Linked DNA regions of Mus musculus: regions 2 and 3 are each linked to region 1. Evidence: chromatin contacts called from public Hi-C and promoter capture Hi-C data. All regions are on one chromosome and are shown on one strand. Each heading gives the region's core, a stretch centred on a gene start, on an enhancer-like site or on the middle of the called end of the contact. The rest is flanking DNA. Distances are from core to core; before and after follow the strand shown.

Region 1 (4,404 bases), core at 1,009-3,508:
TAGGGTTGCAGATCCCTTTAGCTCCTTGGCTACTTTCTCTAGCTCCTCCATTGGGAGCCCTGTGATCCATCCATTAGCTGACTGTGAGCATCCACTTCTGTGTTTGCTAGGCCCCGGCATAGTCTCACAAGAGACAGCTACATCTGGGTCCTTTCAATAAAATCTTGCTAGTGTATGCAATGGTGTCAGCGTTTGGATGCTGATTATGGGGTGGATCCCTGGATATGGCAGTCTCTACATGGTCCATCCTTTCATCTCAGCTCCAAACTTTGTCTCTGTAACTCCTTCCATGGGTGTTTTGTTCCCAATTCTAAGGAGGGGCATAGTGTCCACACTTCAGTCTTCATTCTTCTTGAGTTTCATGTGTTTAGCAAATTGTATCTTATATCTTGGGTATCCTAGGTTTGGGGCTAATATCCACTTATCAGTGAGTACATATTGTCACACTGATTTCTTAGTTTCAGAGACTGTGTGCCTGGAGACTTCATATAAAATGTCACAGGACATTTATATATATCCTTCATCTTTCCTGACTGGGGTGATGTTCTTGGATCGCCGTCTTTGGTCCTCACCTGGGAAATCTGTTAGAAAGTAGATTTAGGGAAAGAGGCAGTAGGGTTGGGTCAATGGGGAGCTGTTTCGGGTGTGATGATATGAGGCACCTCAATTTGAGAATGAGGGGTCTAGACATGGGGAAAAGCAGGTGAGAGTTAAACACGGAATAGTACAATGGCCCTGGAAAGCTGGAGGTCTGCCTCCATCTTGTTTAGTGACCAGTCAGCTGTTGTTAGCAAAGCCATGCAAGCATGCAGATTGGGTTTCAGTGCACAAGAATTCATGCCTAGTTTCCTGGGCAGGACCAGGAGGTGACTTCTGAGACATGTGAGCCAATGCTGGATCCAGATGTTCTGGGAGAGCATTACCTAGCTACTCCCTGACCAAGTACCCATGTCTACAGGTCCAGATTCAACCAAGGGTTTTGAGACTTCAAAGATTTGGCTGAGAGATGTCTCCATTCACCACCCAGGTTCTGCCCAGGTCCTCAAAACTTCTTCCCAGGGGTCTTGTTTTGGGCCACTGGGATTCACAGAAATGGATCACGGGGGACACAACAGAATGGGGGAAAACATGGGGGTGTGCCATGCATCTTGAAGACTGTTTGCCAGGGGTGATGTCCACAACATCCACATTGGTCTTTCATTCTCAGAGCTTGTGGCCTTGAGCAGTGGTTGGCCTGCAGGCCTTCTATGCCTTCTATGGCCTCACCCCAGTGCTGTAAGATGGGCAGGACGCTCTGCCCAGGAAACCAGACTTTTGAAGGCTGAGGCACCTGTTCTAGATTCCCAAAGCTGGGGGTGGCAGGTAGGAACTGACTCCAAGTCAGCCGCACTAGCATGCAAAGAAGGGGCCATGTTAGGGTCCAGACATTCCCCTGAGGATCAGGGTGGCAAGGCCCAGTGCCCTCTTCCTTGACAGATGTCAGTGCCTATCTAGCTGCTGGGCTCACCAAAATTTGGAAATATGATTTATACTTGTCTTGATGAATCAGTAAAGTGATCAGGTGGGAAGAAAAAATTCGGTTGAGGGCATTAGGAGAAGGGCTAGGGAACACTCTGACATGTTTGCAATCTTAATGTTTCTTTTTTTCCCATCTATCTCTCTTCCTCTCTCTGCATAATATATCTCCATCTTTCCTCATCTCTCTATTCTTTACCTCTCTCCATCTATCCCTTTCTCTCTCTTTAAAAAAATTATGTGCATAATGTTTCGTCAGTATGTGTGCCTGTGCCTGTGCCTGTGTACCACCGTATCTGAGGATGTCAGAAGAGGGTGTCAGATTCCCTGGGCTTTCAGTTATGGTTAGTTGTGAACCACCATGTGGGTGCTGGGAATCGAACTCAGGTCCTCTGGGAGAGCAGCAGGTGCACTTAACTGCTCTGCCACCTCCCAGTCTTCTTTCCCTGTCCTTATCCCCATCCTCTTTGTCCTTCTATTTTTTTTTTTTTTTATCTCTTCCCATCTCTATTTCTTTATGGCTTCTTCTCATTCCTAATTCTTCTCTTCTCCCCTTCCTCTTCCTCTCCTTTCTCTCCCCCCCCCCCTGCACCCCACCCCGTGTCTGTCTCCAGCCCCACTCCCCCCTTCCCTGCCTGCCCCTTACTTCAAGCATTCAGGGTTTCGCCAGGGGGCTAATCAACATGGGGGGTGGGGCTACACAGCTCTCCGAGTTTATTCACTGAAACAACTCTGTATTACCAGGACTTGTTCGCCGCGAAACTGACTGCTTACGTTTTATGTGGCCATTGATCTTTAATCTGAGTCTGCCTGGAGGTTTCCTATAACATCAGGACTCCCTGGCCCTAGATGTGATTGCACACCGGAGTAAGTGGCGGCCCAGGCTGCTCTTTTCTCATCGGAGCAGCTGAAATGGTTGTATGGTGGGTGGAAAGTGCTGAGGTGTGGGTTCTATAAATAGCTGAGCTTGGTGGCGCGGTCTCCTCGGGGTGCCGGGCGGCGCGGATCTGGGGATGGGGTGCGGGCTGCAGTCGCGGGGGAGGCTGCTATCTATAGCGCGCTATTTTTAGCTGCATCAGCCGAGGAACCTGACAGCCGGTTAATGACTGCCACCCGCCGCGCGTCTGCGCGCCCCGGCTTTGGCACGCCAGGAGCAGCTGCGCCATGCTCAAAGTTGTCGCCTCGGAAAAGGCCTCTCTCCCTGGGAAGCAGGGCTGTTGCAAGAAGGCACTGGGCCTTGCCACCCTGATCCTCGGGGGAATGTCCGGGTTTTAACCACAGCCCCTTCTTTGCACGTTAGTGCAACCTGGAGGGAGACTGCAGAGAGGGGGCGTGCGTGCGGCCTGAGGTGGGCAGGACACAACAGGAGGCAGACCTGAGAGGCCAGAGTGCTCTCCTTGAGCCCTGGGGAAGTCAGACACCTGGCCAGAAGACTGGGGGCGGCCACCTTGACTCAGAGATCATGATTTCCATAGGGAAAAGTCCTGCAGTTTGGAAATGAGATGTCCTTGAGAGATGTGCTGTTACGGTTTTATAGACGTGGTGCTGTGCACACGGAGGCTGAGTGATTTGCTCAGGAACACAGAGCCTGCCACCTCTCTCTGTACCCTCTGCAGCTGCTGCACCCTGTCAAGGGCCTGGTGACAGTGACACTCTGAACAGATCCCACAGCCTCCAAGCAAGTGGCCACTAGCTTATCATTAAGATGGAGTGGGGGCCTGAGAAGGGCCAGGGTCCCTGGTGGGAGGAGACCTGTGGCCATTTCACACAGGGAAGAGGGTCAACATGAAGTCTGAGCCCCTCCTATACTCCTCCTCCATGGCACTGAAGGGTGCGGCAAGCAGCAGGGCTTAGTCACGGTTCTGAGCCCTGTGTTATACAGATTGGCGCAGAGTCCTCCTTGCAATCCTAGAGATGCAGGAGAATCAGTGCTACCATCGCTTTAAAGACGGAGAAGAGAGACACAGAGAGGTTAATTAGTTGTTCAGGGCCATCCACTTAGGAAAGAGGGATTGAAACTGGGGGTCATCTGGCCATTGGCTATCTGTACCCTGAGACTCCCCACTGCCTCTGCATAAAATGCATCTGACTAAATCAACTCAGTGTGGTCAGATTTAAAGGATCTGAGACTCCTCTTCTCCACCCAGTCCCCTCTAAACTCTACAGCCCTAAGATCCAATTCTCACATGCTGATGATGCCCATGGTGGTGATGGGCCTTGGTATCCATAGCAACCAGCGGTGCCATGGTCCAGTCCCCTGGGCTTTATGGTATTCCCAGTCACTCAGGCATCCTTTGGTCACACTCAGGCAGATGGTAGGGGTGACTTGTTCTGAAGTTTCTCATGCTTTTTACCCTCTACTCTCAAGACCAGAAGACTAAACACTTGGTTTGTCTGAAGGCAACACAGCTGGAAGTGGCCCAGGAATCGCAAACATAATTCTGTGTGCTAGTACTATCTCATTATCTTCCTTCTTTCTGCCTGGGATGAATCTAGGTCTCCAGAGTCATAGCAGCTGTCTTATAGCATGGGGGGCGGGCGGGGGGGGGGCACCAGAAAACTGGCTGACAACTTTCTTGGTATTATCATATTCTGGAGTCCAGAAGTGTCCTTCTTATCTTGGGAAAAATACACAGCCGATTTGCTTACATTATCCACACTCCACCTCTGATACTCAAAAGCATTTCTAACACAGGCAACTGTTTGAGGTCTGTGCATGTGAAGTCAGTTTACAAAGTGGAAAGCGGAGAGGCAGAGACCCTGTTGGCTTGGCTGTATGGCCAGTCTCGGTTTGTTGTTCCTGGATGCAGCACTGACAGTCTCCTATCCCGGGAAGCTTCCCAGATCTGGTCATCCATCCTTCCTGCCTTCCCAGGACACAGAGACCCT
Region 2 (4,404 bases), core at 554-3,053, 100 kb after region 1:
TAAACACTTGTCAGTTGGTAGTGTTGGATTGTTTGGGTTTTGCAGAGGGCTGGAATGGGGGGTGGGAGTGAAGGGTAGGGGATGGGGCTGTAGTTAGGAGGTGGAGCCTAGCTAGAGGAAGTGAGTGTCCACTGGGTGGGTGGAGGCTTATAGACCACCCTGTTTCTTGTTCCCTCTCTGCCTCATTAGCTACCAAGAAGCCTCCTGATTCTGCTGCCATGGTGGAAACTGTCCCTGTAGCCATGCCTTCAATAGCATGGTGGACTGTGCCTTCAATATATGAGGCAAGCAAATCTTCCCTTCTGGTCTTATATTTACACATAGCAACAAGAAAAGCAGCTGACAACATCTGTGCGGGGATGTAACTTACTCCGTAGAATGTTCACAGAGCAAGCCCAAGGCCCTGGGCGGACACCCAACAAGGCGTAACCTGAATGCAGTGACCTCCTTCTATAATGGAACACAGTTGGGGTTGGGCTTGGATGTAGAGGTTCAAGGTCATCCTCAGCTACATGGCAAGTTTGAGGCTAGCCCTGACCAGCGATCCAGACTCAGGAAAGAAAAAGGAGCGTAACAAATACAGTACCTCTGCCCATATCCAGCAGCACCACTTACACTGCAATACATCCTAGTGGGATCAGTGGTCCCCTTTACTATACTCAGACACGTGGTGACCCTAGGCATCTGTGACCCCAGACACTGCACCAGGCACTACATCTACACTTGGGAAACTTGTTCTCAGTTGGATATTTGAATCCCTTTTCCCTCCATGGGAATGTACATTTCTAAGTATATATATATTTTTTACCGATATATTAATTGCATATTTTCATGAGGGTACAGTGTGACATTTCAGTCGTCAGGGTGATCAGCAGTATGTATCCTTCATCCCAGACAGCTACCATCTTCTTACCATTCCCACCCTCCCTGCCATCAGGGAAAGGGAGGGAGTTGAGGCTGTCATGTGACTGCAGTAGAGATATTGAACGTACAGACAGATCCCTGGAGGCAATCATACAGCACCCAGGACGAGGAAGGTCCCCGAAGATGAAGAAGTGCCCCATTCCAGGACTATTACTGCTATTGTTGGGAGCTTTGCTTTGGTGCTGGAGAAGAGCTCAAAATGGTGCCCGATTTACAGGAAAAGCCTAAAGATGGCAGTGGTCACTGTTACAGTCAGCTATACAGCTGTGTCCTAAAACCACGCCCACATGCATGCATGAACAAATTCATTACAATAAGGTACACAGGTGGGTTCTATGGCTAGTGTGTATTGTGGGTATATACCTATTCGAAGGTGGATGTTTGAGTCTGTAGGGGACTATACCTGCTTTTAGGATATCTGTATACTTATTTCACAGGTCCTCAAATGTACTTTGTAAGTAAGAAATTAAATATTACAACTCCTTTCTACAATTGAGTAAACCAAGCCAGAGAAATCGAACTGCCTGCTCCTGTTCCCACAGCCAGCCTGGCCTCAGAGACTCCTGTCACCCCCCATGGACAGAGATCGTGCATAAACAGCAATTCTGGGGCAACAGGTGTCTATCCTGGGAGTCTGCTCTTAATCTCATCGCCAACACCTGCCACGCCCATCCGGCGGGAAGAACCAGTCTCGGCATCTCAGGGCTCCTCCTGTCCTGGAAACCGGCTGCAGCCAGCCACAAAGAGAAACGTGGAGCGGCAATTGCCGCCTCAACAATGACAAGTGATGAGGCACAATAGGAGGATCGGGCCTGTAATCAGCTTCAAGCTATACTTAGCTATTTACGAGTCCTGCAGCTCGCTCCAGAGCGTGTGAGAGAAGCGCACACCCTCGGCCCAGCGCTTGCTCATCACCGCTGCGCACCATGCGGAAAAGGACCCCTTTGTGACAGCGCCACAAATTACAGCCCAGGCAATCTGAGTTTCAGTTGGTGGATTCTTCTCTCTCCTAAAAGAAAAATCTGTGTTAAGCTTAATTACAGTCTGTCATTACCCGCAATCTTATAATGATCCAAAGTCCCAGGCAAAATGATAATAATAAAAAAGGAAAAGTGAGCGAGGATCAATTCAAATACGAATAGAAAAGATCTAGACAAACGCTGGGGAAGGGAGGTGATGGGGCATTATTCAGAAACAATCGGGAATGAAGACCAGCATCTCCGGAGGTAAACACTTGTTCCGGCTCCATTGTCTGTGTACCAGGCGCAGGGCTCAGCGCTAACTTTCCTCATTCTTGGCATCTTGAATCCCGTCGCTCTGACATTCGCCTTATAAAATGTAGGGAGCAGCTCCTGGGATATGGGAATGCCCATCATCAAAAGACCTAGTTGTAATAGGACAACATCTCTCGCATCCTAAGAAGGATGCCTGAACAGACTGAAAGTGTTCGCTGATTGCGTTCATCTTATGGCAAGAAAAAGGTGGGCAAGGCATAGGGGGAGGTTGACCGACGACACCTTTTAAACCAAGTTTTCTTTTGTCAGTTTTTACTGACCCACGGTGGCTTCCTTCTCAGTTCTAGAAGTCCACTGAGTGCGCCCTCTTGTGGCCGCATAGGAAGTGAAAATGATCTCGTCCCTCCACCCCTCTGCTGAGTAAGTGGGGGCCTAAGCTGATGGAGTTTGAGACTGGGTGCCAAAGAATGGGCAATCAAAAGGTCTCAGAAAGACAAGCCAATCTTCCTGGAACCGGGGTGTGTTCTGGACTCCACAGAACTTTTTGAGACCATGTAGATGTCAAAAGAAATCTTTTCCTGTACTGTTTATCAAATATCTGGAAACAATTATCCCATAGTGCATATATATATATATATATATATATTTGGTTTTTCGAGATAGGGTTTCTCTGTGTAGCCATGGCTGTCCTGGAGCTCACTCTGTAGACCAGGTTGACCTTGAACTCAGAAATTCACCTGCCTCTGCCTCCCAAGTGCTGGGATTAAAGGCGTGTGCCACCATGCCTGGCTATAAAATAATTCTTGATTATTTCCTACATACTGCTTATGAGAATTTCTTACCTGTCAAGAAAAAGTGTAGGGACCTGTTACAGTGAGACTATGAGTAGGAATTCCATCTTGGGGACTAAACATCAACGCACTGGAGTCATGTCTTACTTTTCCATGACCAAGGCATCCTATAGAAGAAAGACTTCTAGGGGTTTTACAGTTCCAGAGGGTTAGAATTCACAATCCTCGTGGTAGGGAGCATGATGGCAGGCAGGCAGGCAGGCAGGCAGGCAGGCAGGCAGGCAGGCAGGCAGACAGGCAAGGCATAGGAGCAGTAGCCAAGAACTGATATCCTGACCCACAAGCGTGAGGAACAGGGAGTGACTAGAGTCTTTCGAAACTCAAAGCCTACCCCCAGTGACCATACCTCTTCTAATGAGAGCCACATGTCCTAATCCTTCCAAAATAGTCTTACTAAGTGAAGTATTCAAATGTCACCTATGAGGAGCGACAGTCTCATTCCAACCACCCCTTTTACTTTCTGGATCCCACAGACTCTTGGCAATATCATAATACAAAATAGTCAAACTTCAAGACTCTCCATAGTCTTTTACTGTGTCAACACTGTTTAAAAGACTCAAGGTAACTGTAACACCCTCCCCCCCGTAAAATCTGCATAGTTCTAACATACAGTGACATAGTATGCATTACCATTCCAAACAAGGAAGAAAGGAGGGGCTGTTAGGAAATATGGAACCAAAGGAGAACCAAAACCCAGCAGGGCACACTGAATCCTGTAGCTCCATGCCTGATGTCCAAGGCTCCACTCTTCCATCTTTGCTGACTGTAACATACTTTTCTCTTGGGCTGGGTCCACAGACTATCTGCAGCTCTCCTTGATAGATATCCCAAGGCTCGGGCCCCTCTGGCCCCTCTGGCACCTCAGGGTCTCTAACACAATGTGGGCTTTACTTTCCCGTCTTCTTACAGTGGCCTCTCTGAGCTGCCAGACAGGACTCCATTGCTACACACCTGACTCCAGCAGCCCCCCTTAACCTCTCAGGATTCCACAGCTCCCCTACTTGCGTATTCTTCATGGTTATGATGCCGGAGTCACCTGCCTGACGCTTCAAGTTTGAGGCCAAGTTCAGCCATCTAGGCGGGCCTGATGGAGCTTGGCCCCCTCTTTGAATTACATTTGCATATGCCTTACTGTGTTGTTGCTTTTTAGAGGCAGGAGATTCTCTAGGCTTTGTTTTTTATAAGTTGGAGGCTTAGCTTGTGGGGTGCTGCCCTGAGGGCTCCCCTACTTTATTCCATGTCATAGCGGGTCTCTCCAGACCTCTTACATTACATCTCCCGGCGCTCTTCTTCACTCCAAACTGTACATTTGATATTTATTTTTGTCCAACCTGTTCCTTTTTTTTTTTAATTGTAGAATTGCATAAGAGTAGTTACCAATTACTATACGAAAG
Region 3 (4,404 bases), core at 568-3,067, 85 kb after region 1:
GGGGAGTGAAAAAGACCCTGGTGGGTGGTGCAGCAGGGGTATGAGAGGACCAGCAATCGAGTTTTCTTTTTAAGACAAGTTTATACCAGACTGGAGTCTGCAGCCTTCTGAGTCCTGCGCTATGGGAGGAGATATTTGTTCTGGCCAACTTAACGAAGGAACATAGATGTTCTTGGCATAAGGTGGGAAGCTCTGCTTCATTAATCTTACTGCTCTCTCCCAAGAATCCCTGAAGTTTTAAGCAGTTTCTGCAAAATGCTTTCTTCCAGTAAAATAACAAAACCCACCCACACAGCTATAACAAGAGCCCAAGGCAGAGAAATGCATAGGACTGTCCAGCTGAGGGGGACTGGTCTCTCCTTCCCCCTCCTTCCTGCTCTCCCCCTTCCTCCCTCCCTCCCCCCTCCCTCTCTTCCTTCCTCCCTCCTCATTTCTTCTTTCTTTCCTTCCCAACACCCATGCACTGACATCTGCTCAGCCCGCCCTTTGTCCGTCTCTGCAGCTGGCTTCAGAAGATGATCCCTCCAATCAGTCCTGCGGCTTTAAGGCCATAACCTAAAGCAAGGGTTAGTCCTCAGACTCTGTAGGATCCGCAGTAGATTTCTATAAAGACTAAAAATAAACCTTAGGGCTGACAAGCACTTTGTTCCTGGGCTGTGGATAAGATCAGCTCGCATCCCGGAAGCTTCCTGTCATTCCCGCCTGTGCATCTGTGTTCTGCTCACGTGTCACATGTAGCTCTTTGGTTTACGGAGGGCAGGTGTTATTCTAATTTCATAGAGAAGGAAATAGACACAGAACCGAAGTAGATGGCCTGCCTGAGATTATCCGGTTTTAAGCAGCAAAGCTAGAACTTTCCCGTGGACGACAGGTGCTGCATTTTCTCTTTCTAATGCTCTGCTGTGCCCACCCAAAGTCAGACTCTGTTACCATGACAGTGAAGACAGCAGCAGTTCTTGTAGATTACGTACAAGCAGAATGAAGAGCCAGGGGTGAAAGTCATGCCTGACACACACCGTTCAATCGTCAATGCCATCGAACAACTAGCAAGCACCTCAGAACTGTGGGGCATGCCTAGCCAGGCTTGAGAAAGCCTTCCAGAAGTGGTGGATGGCTTCAGTTGTCTAGCGAGGATTTCTAGCCGGCATGACTGTGTCTTCTCACATATAGCCATGGAGGGAATACTGAGGCTAGACACATCTGGTTCTTGTCATGGTGTCTACCAGATACGATGAGTTCTAGGAGAGAGAAATTAAAAACCCCAACTCAGGAGCAATGGTGAATTGCTCCGGGCCAGTGTTGTGTTCTTCTCGTGGAATGAGGCTGCATGTTTTTAGGGGAAAAAAAATCAATATGAGGTTCTACAAGCTGAGCCTCTGGGAGTGCTCACGATGGAGATTTCTCTGGCTTAGGGGACTCCAGGCAAACCAGAGGAAGGTCTGCAGGAAGGGCTCTGGTTTGCATGCCCCCTAAAGGAAGCCTTGAGCCAGCTTCCCGAGTCTTCTGCAGGAGACTCGCTCCTTGTGTGACTTCACTCCTTGCTTCCTTAGGCAGGGCCAAGGGTTGTGTTCGACAGCGTGCCAGAGCAGAGTCAGCAACCTAGCAGCGGGTGCAAAGAATAGGGTGGTTTAGACCTGGGGCGCCATGGGAAAAGTGGGGGAGGCGTGCAGGGCAGATGGTTTGGGAGTGGATGCTTTGTGGGGGAAGGAGGAATGAGCTTGAAAGAGCAATGATAACTTCCGTTGCCTTAGCAGAGGGTAGGATGGCCAGGCACATCCGTAGCATGCCAATCACTGAACAGCATCCACTGTAATGCTGATTCAGACAACAGTGACATCACTGGGCCACTGGGCTCTCAGCCGAGCACTCTGCTCTTTACCCTGTCTCATTGCTTGCGCCAGCAGCCACCTCTTTCTAGCGGGGAAACTATGCGTTCCCTATCCAACCCCCTGACTATCAGGAATGTATGAGAACTGTGATAAACTAGTCCAATATGCCGTTTGGTACTGTTTTTATGTCTTTTAAATGCACAACTTAGGTGAAATAATACTTTATACGTGTATGGACGTGGATTTTACAGTGGACGGACAATGCTGGATGTGTTTTAAAGCTGTATCTACTTAGCTCTTTTTGGAAAATAGATTGGACACATGATATGCCTCTTGATTCTTCTATATATTCTGTAATCCTGTGAATAAAAAGTAGTAAATGCCTAACACCGCTTTGATCTCTGGTCTACTTTTAAAGAATGGATGCACCCACCGGATGGCAGAGCTGAAGGGTGATACAGAGAGCAGTTGGGGAGGGGGGGTTGGGAGGATGGAGAGGCTTATGTGGCTGCTTTGCTGTTTAAACAGAAGATAGGCACCATGGGGACGGTTTGGTTTTTCACTTGGAAACTAAGAATTTTTCTAAAAGCCATTAAATATTCGCTGAAGAACGTGCTACCTGATCTGTGGTCTCTGAAGCCTGCTGGGTGGTCTGGGGGGCGGTTCAAGAATCTCTCAGGAGCTTGTGGTTACCTGGGACAATTAGAGGGAGGGACCTCAGCCCTCTGTGTGTCTAGGGTCTAAGTGACGCATAGAGGTCTATAACACATGGCTGTCACATGTACCTTAGCCTCAGACCCGTTGGTGTACCTGGACAAAGGAAGGGTCAACAGCCTAATTTACATAACGGAGACAATACCTACTGTGTGCGGAGCACTCTGATGTGCCGTGAAATTTCATAAAAAGTACTTAGGTGTAGTTCACTTGCTCATAGACAGCTGTGTTGCTAGTTGAGCGACAACAACAAATCACTAGGGGTCATAAGTAGACAGATGACTGCCCAGGCCTGACACAGTACCAGCTTTCTATTGCTACAGTTGTACCCCAGTCCCAGGGGCAGGAGCCCAGGCATGGCATAGCTGGTGCCTCTGTTCAAGGTCCCCTAGGACTGTGTGTGGAATCCCCCAGAGAACCAGCTTGTTCACGTCGTAGAATTGACTTTCTCATGATTGGAATGTGGGAGTCCCCATCTCCTTGCTGGCCTTTGGTTGGGGGCCTCATTCAGCACCGAGAGCCCACCCCCAGGCCCCTGCCCTTCTCCGGTGTTCCTTCAGCCCCATATCTGTGGGCTTCTCCAGGTCCTCTGGAGCCCAGAAGAGAAAACCCAACACTTTGGCCTGGTTTTATTGCTTTGATGCAGGTCACAGACTCTGCTCTCATCCCTTGAAGGTCTCTATGAGGACACAGTTTATGGGGACTTCATCAGAACAAGCCCCAACCATCAACTGGCATTCTCTCAGACCCAGGGCAACAGGAGCTGTACATAGAGCTGATTCTTAGGGACAAGGTCATCATGGGCCACAGGAAATACCTTAGTGACAGAAAGATACCAGAGAAAGTCTTTTGGATTCTTATTCTGTTGTTTCATGTTTGTGAAGTGCGGAAAAGAAACATAAATCTCCAAGCCTGCAAGCCTGGAGCTCATTAAGGCAGCGGCAGGTCTTGACACCCTGGTGTGGTTGGTCTTGGATATCTTCGAGGCTTGGCAACCCCAATAGAGGCAAAGACACTTTCCTTCTTCATTCATCAGAGCACTAATTGAAGCTGAACTGTCTGGGAAGAATTGGAGCCCCAAGAGATGTGCCACCGTCACTGATCAACTGGCTGTACAATTGACTGGTACCTGCCTCCTAGACTGGACACTCCTTTACTACCAGGTCTAATTGGCACAGATGACTTTAAAAAACAAACAAACAAACAAACAAACAAACACCCCTCTGGTAGCAGAGGTGAAGCTGAAGGCATCCCACAAACCCAACCTTCTGGCCTCCGCTCCAGGCAGCCTCTCCTTAAGTGTGAACTTCTGGTCCTGTCTGGAGTCAGGCAGCAAACCAGGCAGGAAGTCTGTGGGGGGTATAAGGCTTCCTCAGGCGGTAGCTTAGCCATCTCTGACCACTCTAGAACCTTCTATATAGACCTCTGGGTGTCTGGTCCAAGAGGCTTCCAACGGACAGGAGGGGAAGGACAGCTGGGTTTCCCTCAGGGCAAGAGGAGAAAGTTTAGCTCACTGAATCAAGACTGACATTGCCCCCACCCCTCAAGATGGCACAGAGTTCAGAGCCCCGTCTTAGTTCCAGGTTGGGTGAGAGATAGTCACTGCAAACAACCCAGTTTGCTCAGGGAGGGCATCATAGTCAAAGGCAACAATGAACCAGGGGAGGGGCTTCGGGTAAAGAGCCACTTTGGATGCTTGTCCCCCCCAAGACTCCCATGTTCGTGTTCTTCAGTCTTCCATGAATGGTGGACACACTGCAGTTCCATAAGGTTTGTTTTTGAATTTCATGTTTACCTCCTTTCCTAGTCCCTTTATATCATACAGCATCTTGGATCTTACATCCCACGAAAATCCCAAGTC

What was found. Promoter capture Hi-C pulls out the DNA fragments that hold promoters and counts their contacts. A called contact is a pair of places that touch in the nucleus more often than the background predicts.
Region 2: a promoter capture Hi-C map of hippocampal neurons shows a contact between it and region 1, with 2.3 times the contacts expected there. The contact joins the enhancer-like site here to the promoter of 8030423F21Rik in region 1. A contact is called at or near these places in 6 of 39 promoter capture datasets (the 3T3-L1 cell line, the HPC-7 cell line, hippocampal neurons and 2 more), 12 of 484 Hi-C or Micro-C datasets (the AML12 cell line, cerebellar granule neurons, cerebellum and 7 more) and 2 of 115 datasets of contacts at active chromatin or transcription factors (embryonic stem cells and neural tube).
Region 3: a contact with region 1 is called in a Hi-C map of cerebral cortex, with 2.2 times the contacts expected there. The contact joins the enhancer-like site here to the promoter of 8030423F21Rik in region 1. A contact is called at or near these places in 4 of 39 promoter capture datasets (the 3T3-L1 cell line, hippocampal neurons and liver), 17 of 484 Hi-C or Micro-C datasets (the 3T3-L1 cell line, the G1E-ER4 cell line, the MC3T3-E1 cell line and 9 more) and 1 of 115 datasets of contacts at active chromatin or transcription factors (bone marrow-derived dendritic cells).

Annotation. Positions count from the first base shown.
Region 1 is chr5:52,616,865-52,621,268 of GRCm38.p6, reverse strand. 8030423F21Rik (RIKEN cDNA 8030423F21 gene) reads left to right here and starts at 2,258. Exons shown (of 3, transcript NR_045738.1): 1 at 2,258-2,382.
Region 2 is chr5:52,513,565-52,517,968 of GRCm38.p6, reverse strand. No RefSeq gene overlaps it. Among named protein-coding and RNA genes, the nearest start is that of Ccdc149, 44 kb to the right of the region's middle. Within about 2 kb of position 1,803, at least 36 of the 459 cell types and tissues checked have an H3K27ac peak or open chromatin away from gene starts, as enhancers often do. A contact at or near this core is called in cerebral cortex, forebrain, hippocampal neurons and 1 more, where this site is marked.
Region 3 is chr5:52,531,329-52,535,732 of GRCm38.p6, reverse strand. Lgi2 (leucine-rich repeat LGI family, member 2) reads left to right here. Exons shown (of 8, transcript NM_001310604.1): 8 at 1-2,216. Among named protein-coding and RNA genes, the nearest start is that of Lgi2, 33 kb to the left of the region's middle. Within about 2 kb of position 1,817, at least 12 of the 459 cell types and tissues checked have an H3K27ac peak or open chromatin away from gene starts, as enhancers often do. A contact at or near this core is called in cerebral cortex and hippocampal neurons, where this site is marked.